Regions from separate parts of the Sus scrofa genome. Here region 1 is linked to region 2. A link is a contact called in public Hi-C data. All regions are on one chromosome and are shown on one strand. Each heading gives the region's core, a stretch centred on a gene start, on an enhancer-like site or on the middle of the called end of the contact. The rest is flanking DNA. Distances are from core to core; before and after follow the strand shown.

Evidence for each region. Hi-C and Micro-C count contacts between places; a contact is called where the count stands out from the background.
Region 1: a contact with region 2 is called in a Hi-C map of liver, with 4 times the contacts expected there. The contact joins two enhancer-like sites. A contact is called at or near these places in 1 of 5 promoter capture datasets (fetal liver) and 3 of 47 Hi-C or Micro-C datasets (heart right ventricle, liver and skeletal muscle).

The regions. Positions count from the first base shown.
Region 1 is chr6:170,493,978-170,500,280 of Sscrofa11.1, forward strand. No RefSeq gene overlaps it. Among named protein-coding and RNA genes, the nearest start is that of RIMS3, 9.3 kb to the right of the region's middle. Within about 2 kb of position 1,489, at least 5 of the 83 cell types and tissues checked have an H3K27ac peak or open chromatin away from gene starts, as enhancers often do. A contact at or near this core is called in fetal liver and liver, where this site is marked.
Region 2 is chr6:170,364,373-170,370,493 of Sscrofa11.1, forward strand. It overlaps KCNQ4 (potassium voltage-gated channel subfamily KQT member 4), which reads right to left. Exons shown (of 13, transcript XM_021096972.1): 2 at 4,635-4,725; 3 at 3,859-3,985; 4 at 3,477-3,652; 5 at 2,731-2,856; 6 at 2,214-2,324; 7 at 1,657-1,752. Among named protein-coding and RNA genes, the nearest start is that of KCNQ4, 34 kb to the right of the region's middle. Within about 2 kb of position 3,424, at least 25 of the 83 cell types and tissues checked have an H3K27ac peak or open chromatin away from gene starts, as enhancers often do. A contact at or near this core is called in fetal liver and liver, where this site is marked.

The DNA of each region.
Region 1 (6,303 bases), core at 239-2,738, 130 kb after region 2:
TTTAGCCAGATGTCCGTCCCTGAGCCAATCAACCTTATTGTGAGGGCGCAGCGTCCTGTATAAACATGGATGTGCCGATATGAACCCTGTGAGTAAAGGTATGATAGCAAGTAGGGGGCCAAAGTAACACTTCCAGAAAAGTGAGAGTGGAGAATTAGGCAGACCAAACAACAGCTGTCCCCTCCTTGAGAATAAATGAGGGGGGAGAGGGGAAGTGAAGGGGTGTGGACAGAACCCTACCTAACCCATGCTATCCCATATCTGAACTGGAGCTATCCAACAGGCATTTCTACGATGATGGAGATGATTTATATCTGTGCCGTGCAATAGAGTAAAACCACCAGCCCCATGTGGCTATTTAGCACTCAAGGGCAGCTAATGCAACTGAGCAACTGAGTTTTTTACTTCGTTTTATTTTCATTTACATCTGAATAACTATGCAGGTAATGGCTGCCTGTTGGACAGGTGGTCTGCTTGGGAAGATAGTGTGGAGTATTGGCTACAGCATATGCTCTGGAGTCGGTGCAGTCTAGGTTCAAGTCTCAACTCTACTTCTTATAAATTGAACACATTACAGGCATTCTCTTGTGGCACAGTGGGTTAAGGATTGGGCGGTGTCACTGCAGCAGCTGTGGCGCAGGTTCAATCCCTGGCTCAGGAACTTCCACATGCCACAGGTGCGGCCAAAAAAAAAAAAAAAAAAAAGTATCGAACAGGTTACGTAACCCCTCTGAGCTGTAGAGATGAAAATTGCAAAGAACAGTAAACAATATAATGATGCAAAAAAGAGAGAAAAGGGGCAAAAGATCTGCAAGGGGACAAAAAGTCAGTTGGATTTGGCAATTAGGAGACTATGAATGAATTAACACAAAGAATTGTTCAAAAGGATCATTGGTTAAGAGCCAGACCAGCAGTTTACCTATCTTTTGGACATCTGTTAAGTATCTTCTCCCTGGAGCGGGATCCCAGGCAGAGAGAGAGAGAGAACACAGAAATTCTCTCTGAATCCTGATGGTCACGTGGGGGCTGAGAACTCAAAGGAATGTCCTGAAGTTAGAGCTCAAAGGTCAAGCTAGAAAAACAGAATCAGAAATAGTCAGCCATGGCCTCTGGAACCCCAAGGAAGCTAGAAGGAAAGAACCCTTTATAAAATACCCTCGTTACATAGCATTTAACTGCGTGACTAGATTCTGAGCCCTTCAGGGTTCAGGGCTACTACTCTCATCTTGGGTTCCGTTCCTTCCATCACCAAGGAGATTCCGAACACTGTAGCAGGCATTTAATTAACATCTGTAGAACGAATGCATTCAAGTAAGCCAGTCCACTCCCTGGTGCAAAGCAGACACTCTGAAAATATTAATTAAGTTGTCGGAAGGAGAAAATTCTGCAGTGAGAAGGTGCCAGGGAATCCTTTTGGCTTGGAAACCCTGCTTGTAAGGCCCCTAGCATATTGCCTGGCCCAGAAGGATTGCTCAACAGGTGGTCACAGTGGTAATGATTACTAGTGGGGGTAGGGCTTTGCATAATGGTCAGGGAAAGTCTTGATGACAATGAGCTAATGTGGGTTGATCTCATTTAATCCTTAATCCCACTTGGTGAAATAGGTTTTATTAGACTGATTGTATAGATGAGGGAACTTAAAGAAGAGATGTAATGTATCCCAAATTAGCCAGCTCAGAAACAGCAGGGCCAGAGCTGAATTTGAGCTTACCTGACTCCAGAGTCCAGAAAAGATTTGGGAGGCAGGGAGCAGGACCGTCAAAACAGGAGCTGAAGGAAGGCAGTCCTGGGGGGTTGAAATCAGTTCTGATTTCTATACATTGATACAAATCATGATGACTGCTTCCTTCCAACTCCACTCCTTGCCGTCTTGGTAAGGTCCTCTCCGTCTACAGATTTCACCTCTAGACCACCGCTCTGCTTCTTGTCCCATTCAACTATATCTACTCTGCTTTGACTCAAGGAAGTAGGAGTTGGAATGGGGTCAAGAGGAGCTTTTTATTTGTTCGTTTGTGGGGTTTTTGTTTTGTTTTGTTTTGTCTTTTTAGGGCCGTACCAGTGGCATATAAAAATTCCCAGGCTAAGGGTCAAATCAGAGCTGTGACTGCAAGCCTACACCACAGCCACAGCAACATGGGATCTAAGCCTTTTCTGCAAACTACACTGCAGCTCGAGGCAATGCCAGATCTTTAACCCACTGAGCAGGGCCAGGGATCAAACGCTCGTCCTCATAGATACTACTCAGGTTTGTTACCACTGAGCTACAATGGGAACACCCGTTTCAGTTTCGAGAGACCCTAGAGCTATTTTGTAAATTAAGTATTCCCATATTTTAAAGCCACTGTTCCAGGATGTGACCATGGGAAGAGTGGCAGTTTCCTAGACTTTCTCTTTAGAGTTTTCTGTGATGCTTGTAAATTAGTCTTGCTTTGGGACCAATACTAGGCACACTGAGGGGCATGAGCCTGATCAAATGTGCCAGCGCTTCCTGAGCGGTGGCTGCAGCATTGGCTTCCACCTGTGCCTAAGAGTTACTCCCCTAGTCTTCAAGGCTACTCTTTCTTCCTAAGATGAAATTCCTGAGATTCACTCTGATTGGGCAGGCTGAGTTCATATGACCACCCTGAACCAATCATTCTGGCCAATGGGGTGGTCTGGCTCAGACCTCTCCTTCCCTAGTGGAGTCAGCCTCTTGGGAACACATGGATCCTGGAAAGGAAATCAGGGGCTGTGAGAAAGGGGGAAATGGAGAGATGAGGTAATCAACTAGGGTTCAATACATACAGCTTTTGAGGTGCCAAAATCAGATGTAAGTTTCAATAGCATTTGTGCCAGTCAATTGCCCATTTCCTCTGAGCTCTACTCTAACCTTTGCATGCTCTGCTTTGTACTGGAGTGCCAGGCCCTGAAGTGCCCTAAAAACTACATTTTCCAGACTCCCCTTGTTAACTGGCTTCCTGTCAGAGTCAGCCAATGGGACGTACAGGTGGGAAATTGGACAGCTGGAGATAGCATGGCTAGAGAAGAGGTGAAGCCATTTTCTTCCTACATCTGCTGGAGACTCTGGCAGCAGCTGGTGGTTGTGGGCTCAGAAACCATCAGTGTTTCCTGGAGGAGGGGCAGCAGTGGGTAGCTGCAGGCTCCAGTGATCCCTGGAAGTTCTGTTAGCAGCATCATTTCAAAAGCAATATTCCACTAGTGTAAGCAGCAAGTGCACTTCTGGACCTAGTAACACCCTTCCGTTGGATCCTACAGGCCTCGGGGTGGTGGAAGCTTCCTGCAAACTCCTAATCTCTGGTTGGCTCCGCCTTACCCTTTGGCTCCTTTAAGCCAACACGTTTCTAACCAGTTCTCCAAAATAACTTACTTCTGTTTGAACTTCCAAGCTCTTTCTGGCCATTAGCTGACCACCATGACCAACTTGCCAGGTGTGCTGTTGCAGCTGTCAAGTGGGGTGATACCACAGAGAAGCACACTAAGCTCTCTGCTGGGGTGTTGTTGGGACAGAAGCAAGGGAAACGCTAGAGAAAACCCAGAGAAAGCCTCTTACTCCTCTTGCTTCCGCGTCTTCCCCTAATTATTAGAGCTATGTGATGGAGAACTTACCGCCTGCCTCTCAAGATAACTTGACTGTGTTGTGGCTGGAAGGGACGGGCTCTGGAGTGACGGGATGGGGACACAGCAATGAGCACTGTTGGCAAGAGGCCCCAAAGGACGGTCCAGGAAAGGGTGCCCTTGCTGCATAGTAGAGTTTAGGAAGGGAGGGAGCACAAGGACTAGGACCTCTGCATCCTCTCTCTCTCTCTCTTTTTTCTTTTTAGGGCTGCACTTGCAGCACTTGGAGGTTCCCAGGCTAGGGGTCAAATCAGAGCTGCAGCTTCCAGCTTACGCCACAGCAACGTGGGATCCAAGCCGCATCTGTGATCTGTACCACAGTTCATGGCAATGTCAGATCCTTAACCCACTGAGTGAAGCCAGGGATCAAACCTGAATCCTCCTGAATACTAGTCCTGTTACCACTGAGCCACAACGGGAACTCCTCTGCATCCTCTTTTTCAGAGAAGGTGATGGAGAGAGAGACCTGTGGCTCTCAACCCTGCCTGTCTTAACTTCCCCCAAGTTCTGTGCAAACAAAAAAGAAAAATGACTCTTCTAATAGCATTTGTCCTGGCCAATACCAGAGGAACTATTACTAAATCCTTAAGTCTAACTGTGGGCTCCTCCCGATACCCAGGCCCCTGTGGGGTAGCCACGTCTCTTGACGGACTGGCTCGGATACCTCGTTGCTGTGGCTGTGGTGTAGGCCAGCGGCCACATCTCCGAATAGACCCCTAGCCTGGGAACCTCCATGTGCCGCAGGTGTGGCCCTAGAAAAAGGCAAGAAGACAAATAAATCAATCAATAAATCAATAAAAATAAAATAGGGAGTTCCCATCATGGCTCAGTGGTAATAAACCCAACAAGTATCCATGAGGATGCAGATTTGATCTCTGGCCTTGCTCAGTGGGTTAAGTACTTGGCATTGTTGTGAGCTGGGCTGTAGGTCACAGACAAGGCTCAGATCTGGCGTTGCTGTGGCTGTAGTTTAAGCTGGCAGCTACAGCTCTGATTTGACCCCTTGCCTGGAACTTCCATATGCTGTGGGTACAGCCCTAAAAGAGACAAAATAAATAAATAAATAAATAAATAAAATTAATTGTTTTAAGAGTTCCCTGGTGGCCTAGCCTGTTAAGGATCCAGTGTTGTCACTTCTGTCTCCCAGGTTTGATCCCTGGCCTGAGAACTCCCACAGGCCATGGGCGCAACCAAAAAAATAAGTAAACAAAATAAGTTGTTTTAAAAGGACGGATGGGGAGTTTCCTGGCGGCTCAGTGAGTTAAGGATCTGGTGTTGTCACTGCTGTGGCTTGGGTCTCCACTATGGCGTGGATTTGATCTCTGGTCCAGGAACTTCTGCATGCCTGGGGTGTGGCCAAAAAAAAAGGATGGATGGGATGGGAGAAATGATGGGTATTACCCTCTGCCCACCCCCCCACCTATCCTCCCTGGGTGTCTGTGAGTGTCAAATAAAATAACAAGCATAAAAATGCCCTGAAAAGTACAAAGCACCGCACAAAAGCAAGAAAGTATTATCATCAACATAGTTGTTAGCTTAGCGGGTTGAAGGCAGGGCACAGGCTGAGAGCCAAACAGCTGGAAGACAGGAAATCTTAATACCAAAAAAGGAAATTTTCTTTGTTCAAATTCTTCCTGGAGTGGCACTTTCTTTGGAGCAGACCTGGCACTAGAATCCTCTGAAATGCTGACATGGGTCCAGAAAAGTGTTAAGGGCGCTGGGAGGGCATTCAGAACCCAAAAAACCCTGGAGAAACACCAGCCCTATTTCCTCGGTTCCTTTGTGATCCAACAACAGATGCAATGGAAGGGGGAGGTTCAGGTTCAAAGCCAGGCATGTGCTGGATCCTCCTGCAGGCTCTTTAACCAGCCACCGAGCTGTGTGGGGAGCCAGGGTGTCGTGGGCACTCTGTACCAAACACTGAACTCTGTGGCCCAGAACCAAAAAACCATTCTTGCTCCGTCCGGTGCAAAGAGAGCATCACCTGGGGAAGGACCTTCGGGAAGGTCTAGTCAAAGCAAGGCCCAGAGAGGGGCGAAGACTTGCCAAGACAACAAGTAGAGTCAGACCCATCGGCTGCAAGGAACAGAAGCCTACCCAACCCAGGTCACACGTAAAGGAGTTTCTTGTAAGGACTGGCTCTGAAATGCCAGCAGGCAAGAGGCACCTCCAGGACGACATCTTGCTCTGTTCCTTCTCCCTCCCCTCTCACCCTCCCCGTCTCTGCACAGCAGGCTCCTCTTCCTCTCCCTCCCGCCAGGCTGCCGCTTCCTCTGGTCTCTGCTCCTTATCTCAGCTCCCACTGGGCTTCACTGGCTAAGAGGCGCTTTAGTCCCTGGCCTCCATTCTTCACTTCCCTCCGCCACCTGACAGTTTGTCTCTGGCCCCCGGTTCAAGAGGGCCTCTAATCGGCCTGTCTCGGGTTCTTGTGCTGAGCCATTAGTTAAAGGTCACCAGTTAACCTACGAGATGGTAACCCTTGGCTCTGTGCTGGCCCCATCTGCCACATCTAGAGGTTGGAGGGGCCGAGTGGTCTAAGCACGGCGCCTACCGGGTTTGTAGTCTGGGCAGCTTTTGCCTTGACATGGATGTGAGTCTGGCAGGCACTGTGCCATCCCTGGGACCATGTGACTGGAGCCCAAGGCTCCAGGTTTCCTGCCCGGAACTTTCCCCGTAGGCTTTGTCAGT
Region 2 (6,121 bases), core at 2,174-4,673:
GAGGCCTCAGCTGCAGCTCTGACTTGACCCCTTGGCTAGGAATTTCCATTTGCTGCAGGTGCAGCCATAAAAAGAAAACAAAAACAAAAACAATCAGAGCCCTGGCTTCAGCCAGTGCCCTGTCAGAATGGCTCGGACGGCAGGGGAAACAGAGCCCCCCACTCCTGGTTTTTTTCCCACCTCTGTGGCCATTCCTTCTCTGCCTCCCTGGCCGGCTCAGCGCTGACCACCCAGCCACCAAACGTTAAGGCTCCTAAAAGCCCAGGTCCCGACCACCTTCTCTTCTCTCTCCTTCGTCTCCCCACTGGGCAAGAGCCTCCATGCCCAGGGCTTCGTTACCATCCACGCCCAAGGCCCAGCCCGTTCCGCACCTCCAATGCAGACCCGTATATCCGGCTGCCTCAACACCCCGCCTCAGGGTCTCAGAGCGCCCCCCCCCAGACTCTACATGCTCCAGCCAAGCTCACCCTCCACAGCCCAGCTCGGGTCCCCCTCCAGGGGGCAGGGTCACCAGCCATTCAGCTGGGCGAGCTAGAAACCCACCACCTGTCCCCTCCCTCTCCCCCATTCCTGATGCCACAGTCTCACCTCCTAAACATGCAGAATCTGCCCGTCTCTTCCCATCTCACCTGCTGCTACCCTCATCCAAGTCACCCGCCTCACCCGGACTGCTGCCAGAGCCCCTTGTCTGGTCTCCACACACCTGGCTCACCCTCCAATCCACTCACTACGTTTCAAAACATAAATCTGATCATGTCACCCTCCCTCCTACTTTGTACCTCTCAATGGATCCTCGCTGTTCTTAGGAAAATGTTAAATTCTTCTCTGCGGCCCTTGCGTCTGGGCCACACCCACTTATCCAAACCCTTCCACTGTCCACTCTTCCTTGAACTTTTTTTCCACTTTTTTTTTTGGTCCAGGCCCAAGGCATATGGAAGTTCCTGGGCCAGGGATCAAACTCAAAGCCACAGCACTGACAACGCCACATCCTTGACCCACTGAGCCCCAAAGGCACGCCTCCCTTGAGCTCTCTGTTCCAGTCTCACTAGCTTCATTCCACTTTCTCAAACACACCCTGCTCTCTTTCACCACAGGTCCTTTGCACATGCTATTCCCGCACCTTGAATGCTTCCCCCTTCACCTCTTCCCCTGGCTAACTCCTACCTATCTCCCAGTTCTCAGCTCATGGCAGTTTCTCAGGGTAGTCAGCCCTGAGATTTCTTCAAGGTCAGATCAGGCCAGGTCCCCTGTCAAGTGCTCCTCAGAGAACCATTTCTCTCCGTAGTTACAGCATTCGTTTGTGAATGCGTGTGGAATGAATTAGCGTGTTGGAAGTAGAGTGGGCACAGCCGATGGTGGCAAGACTGGGTCTCCACCAGGGGTGCAGAGCTGCTTGTTCAGTCTCCACTCCACTCCAGGCCTGTAGAGTCGGGGCTGGAATTGGGCAACGGGACAGCTCTGGCTAGCCCTGCGCTGGGCATATGGCACAGGGAGCCGTTTCGGACCATCTTATCCAGCATCCCAGCTCTTCCTGATTTGGCATATCACCCCGGAGAAGCCACATCTCCTCTTGGAGCTTAAAGTGGAGTCATAGCTGTGAAGCTGGGACACAAGGGTCAGCATACAGAGTTGAGGGGCTTCCTGGGCGTTCTGTACCTGGATAAGGTTGGCTGCTGGCATCCTCCGCTTCTCGAAATGTTTCTGCCGGTGCTGCTCCTGCACCTTCAGGGCAAAGCCAGAGCCAAGGATGCCCTAGGACAATAGACATGGTTGGGGGAATGTGGTGGGGGGAGGAGCTCCCACTGTGGCTCAGCAGGTTAAGAACACAATATAATGTCTGTGAGGATGTGAGTTCGATCCCTGGCCTCACACCGTGGGTTAAGGATCTGGCATTGCAGCAAGCTGTGGCATAGGCCACAGATGTGGCACCCTTCCAGCATTGCTGTGGCTGTAGCATAGACGGGCAGGTGCAGCTCTGATTCGACCCCTAGCCCGGGAACTTTCATATGCCATGGGTGCGGCCATAGAAAAGACAAAAAACAAAAACAAAAACAAAAACAAAAACAAAAAACCCAGAGACAGCAAAGGTGCCTCACCCCTGTCCATCCGAGGTGTCCCCACCGCCCATGCAAATGCTGGAGAGGGGCTTAGCAGGCTCTACCCCCAGGATACCCTCCCCCAGGCCAGGCCATCCTACGTGGAAGGGCACTCACAGCAGGCAAGGCAAAGAAGGAGATGCCCAGTAAGGCAAAGCCAGCAGCCAGGACCCTGCCCAGCCAGGTGTGTGGCGTCTTGTCACCATAGCCGATGGTCGTCAGTGTAATCTGGGGACACAAACAAGTCACCTGCAGGGCTGGTCACAGGGGCTTGTCAGGGCACAGGAACCCGGAAGCCTGATCATAAGGGAGGGGTCCTCATGGGTGCCCAGAGGGACAAGTCGAGGACTTGGCAGAGGGGCTGGTTAGAGGCATAACTTGATTCTCCCCATCTCCTGTGCTGGAGGCGGGGGGAGGGGGGTGGGTGTGTGTGTGTGTGTACAGGTCACAAGGGACCCAGATGGGGGTACAAACTGGTCCCCTGAGGCAAGCTGGGGGACCAATACAGGGGCTGGTCACAGGGGGTCCCAGCCCTGGCCGAGAGGACAGAGACAGGTCCTTGAGTCGGGGTCACAATGATCGGGCCGAGAAGGGTCCCAGGGAGAAGGTCCGCCCTGCACAGACCCTCACGCACCGTCCCCCACCAGAGTGAGTCGGCGTAGGAGGAGAAGTCGGAGTTGGCGTCCTTTTCAGCCAGATAGACCAGGAAGGAGGCAAAGATGAGCACCAGGAACCCGATGTACCAGGCGGTGATCAGCTCCTGTGGGGCAGCCACCGATGAGACCACAGCAAGGACCCAGACGGAGGGGCGTGAGGAAGCAAGGGACGCTGTGCCCACCTGGCACACGTCAGGAGGTGGAAGGCTCCCAGAACCGTCTCCGGGAGGGGTTCTGAAAGGGGATAAAAAATACCCACCTCTCGGAGGTCCCTGGCGGGGGCCCTGCCCGCCTTTCTCAGCAGCTGCCTCCAAGGAGACCCGCCCTGCTTTTCCTGAACACCCAGGCCTCACAAAACCTTGGCGCTACCCTTGACCTTCCAGGTTCCCCGCTCGGCCCCCGAACCCCAAGCCTACCTTGCCCCGCTCCCCAGGCCCCACTTTCAGGCTGCCATCCGGTCCCACCTCCTGTCCCGCCCCAGCGCCACCCTCAGAACCCGTTCCAGCTCCCCAGTTCGCTGTAAGCGTAGATCCCCGAACCCAGAAACTTCCCGACGAGACTCTGAAGCCTTGGCCCTCGGGCCCCGCCCCGCCCCTCGCCCCGCCCTCCCTGCGTCTGTCCCTGGCCTCGCCCCGCCCTCCCGGCTGCCGGCCCAGGCCCGGTCCCGCCCCTCTCCCGCCCCTCGCCCCGCCCCGCCCCGCCCCCGGTCCCCGCGCGGCCTCACCTTGCTGTGCGCGTAGACCACCGAACCCAGCAGCTTCCAGGTGCCGCCGCGGCGGTCCATGCGCACCATGCGCAGGATCTGCAGGAAGCGCATGCTGCGCAGCGCAGACGTGGCAAAGATGTTGCCCTGCGTACCCGCGGCGATGACGGCCACCGAGGCCACGAACACGATGAAGTCTGCAGGGGCGGGGCGAGGGGCGAAGTCAGGGCCCGCGCCGGGGAGGCAACCTCCCCCGGGCCTGGACCCGAGGTCGGGGATTCCCGGGGCCGAGGGCGCGATTAGGAAGGTCCGTGAAGTCTGTGTCAGCAGCCAGGGTCCTGGGGTCAGGGTGTCGACCCTGGAGCTTGGGGTCAAGGGTCAGGCGCGGGGGCAGGCCCATTACCGATGACACAGAAGGGTTTTCTGGCAAAACGGAAGCGGCCCTGCCATCCTCGGTAGCGGCAGCAGCATCCAGCAGACCAGACACGGACGATGTACTCCAGGCCAAACACCACGATCATCACGAATTCCTGTGGGATCAGGGGCCCGGTCCCCACTCTTCAGGACCCAGCCCAGGTCACACAGCACCCACCCAGCCCAGAGCCCCTAGATTAGGGGTACTAGGATTTTCTCAGGCCACCTCTCCCTGAGGTTCTTACACCTGGACGGACCTGAGAAAGATTCCAGAAGGCAAGTGACTTCTTCTAGGCCATCTTCCAAAGAGACGGAAAGACCAAGTCTGTCCTCCCTTGTGTCCCCATGAGCTGTCTGGGTTTTTCTGCTCCTCACTGCCCTCCCAGCCATCGCAGCCTGGTAACCTTGACCAGGTGACATAAGGGTTGGTTGTCTGTCACTGTGCCCCTCTGAGGTGCTCCTGCTTAGCGGAGGGACCCTGCCACACCGGGGATGGCTTTAGCAGCCTTGGTCCTGAAGAGGAGGGGGTCTCCTCTCCTCTCCTCTGGGCCCAGCATAAGCCCTGGCATAGAGGCAGGGGCTCTCCTATCACCTGCTACACAGCAGGGGATGCAGCCAAGAAAGGGGCAGCCACCAGCTCCGGGAACACAGCACAGCAAGCCGTTCTCTGAGCCAGGGTATACGAAGCCTCTCTCCACTTCTCCCTCCTCAGCCCAGAGGTGCTTTTCCACACAGCCTCCCTCCGACCCAGACTCCAGCACTCACCAAGATGAGGAGACACTCGTTGGCAAGTTCCTGGTGCTCCTGGATAGTAGACAGCACGGACAGCACCAGGCAGCTGAAGACGAGCAAAAATCTGCAAGAGCAGCATGAAGGAGAGGGTTAGAGTGCTGGATGGACAGGACAGCTGAGGAGCCTCTGGCAGGGGGCTGCAGGGTCAGAGGAGGAGGAGGGCAGCATTACTGCAGAAGGATAATCTGGAAGGTAGAATAAGAGTCAGAGATATTTGGAGGTGTGGCTCTGTGCTGCACACCAAAGAGAGACGCCCCCAAGCTCCAGGCTGCTGAGCTCACAGACACCTTAGAGTCCTCCCAATTGCCCTCGATGCAGCTGCAGCTCACAGAGGTGGTCACTGAGCTGTGAGTGGCAGTCCGTCTGGGCTGGCTGAGGAACAGACCCAGGAGCACCCTCCCTTCCCAATGAAGTCCAAGGTGACAGAAGCGTGGCTTCATCTGCAGAATGAGGACAATGGCCTCTGCCTTCGTGGGTTCTTATGGAATTAATCACTGAGACAGCTACGGAAGGAAAGACAGGGAGGGGAGGATGCAGAGGGGGAGAGGTTCTGGAGAGAGGAGTCAGGCAGCGGGGAGCCCTGCCGTCCAGGCCTGGAACTCCCTGGAGGGCAGTGGTAAACTACCAAGTGGCCCAGCCCCAGACCTCTCGAAATGGAAGGAACTTTTTTCTTTCTCTCTTTTATTTATTTATTTGCTTTTTAGGGCCACACCTGGAGATTAATCGGAGCTGCAGCTGCAGCTGCCGGTTGACACCACAGCCACAGCTGCAGCAACGCGGGATCCTTAACCCACTGAGCAAGGCCAGGGACCAGACCTCATCTTCACCGACACTAGTCAGGTTCATTTCCACTGAGCCACAACGGAACTCCGGAAGGAACTTTAGACTCCAACCCATCCAACACCTCCCTCAACCCCCATTGCACACGTGAGGAAACTCAGGCCCAGAGAGGGAAAGGGATTCACCCAAGGTCGCCCAGGACGTCCAGGACCAAGGTGCTAGAGCCAGGCTTCCCGACTTCCCGGTGGATGGGGAGAGGGGAAAGGGCATGTGGAGAGAAGCTGTTGGCCTCAGGGAGTATGTAAATACGTGAGAGAGGCCGGGATGTGGGGCACCGGCTGCAGATGCAGCGAAAGGAACGGGGCGGGGGGGGGGGGGCTGGCCTCCGGGACGCGCTCCTCCTTTTGATGCGGGTGTGCTGGACACGCAGCGCTTCTGGAAGAGACTCCCGAGGGAACGGGCTTCGGGGGAGACGCATCCCTTGCGAACTGACCCGCAGCCTCCGCCCCCTGTTCCCAGAGGGTCCCCACCCGGACTGCATTCTGCCTCCAGCACCTCGCCGTGGGGGCCTGCGGAGCCCCTCCGCGCATGCTCCCCTAGGCCCGCGCTCATGCACCGCCCCCCACTCTCGCCTCCGAACTGCCCCTCCCCGCCTTGCCTCCCAAGTCACTGTCTACATG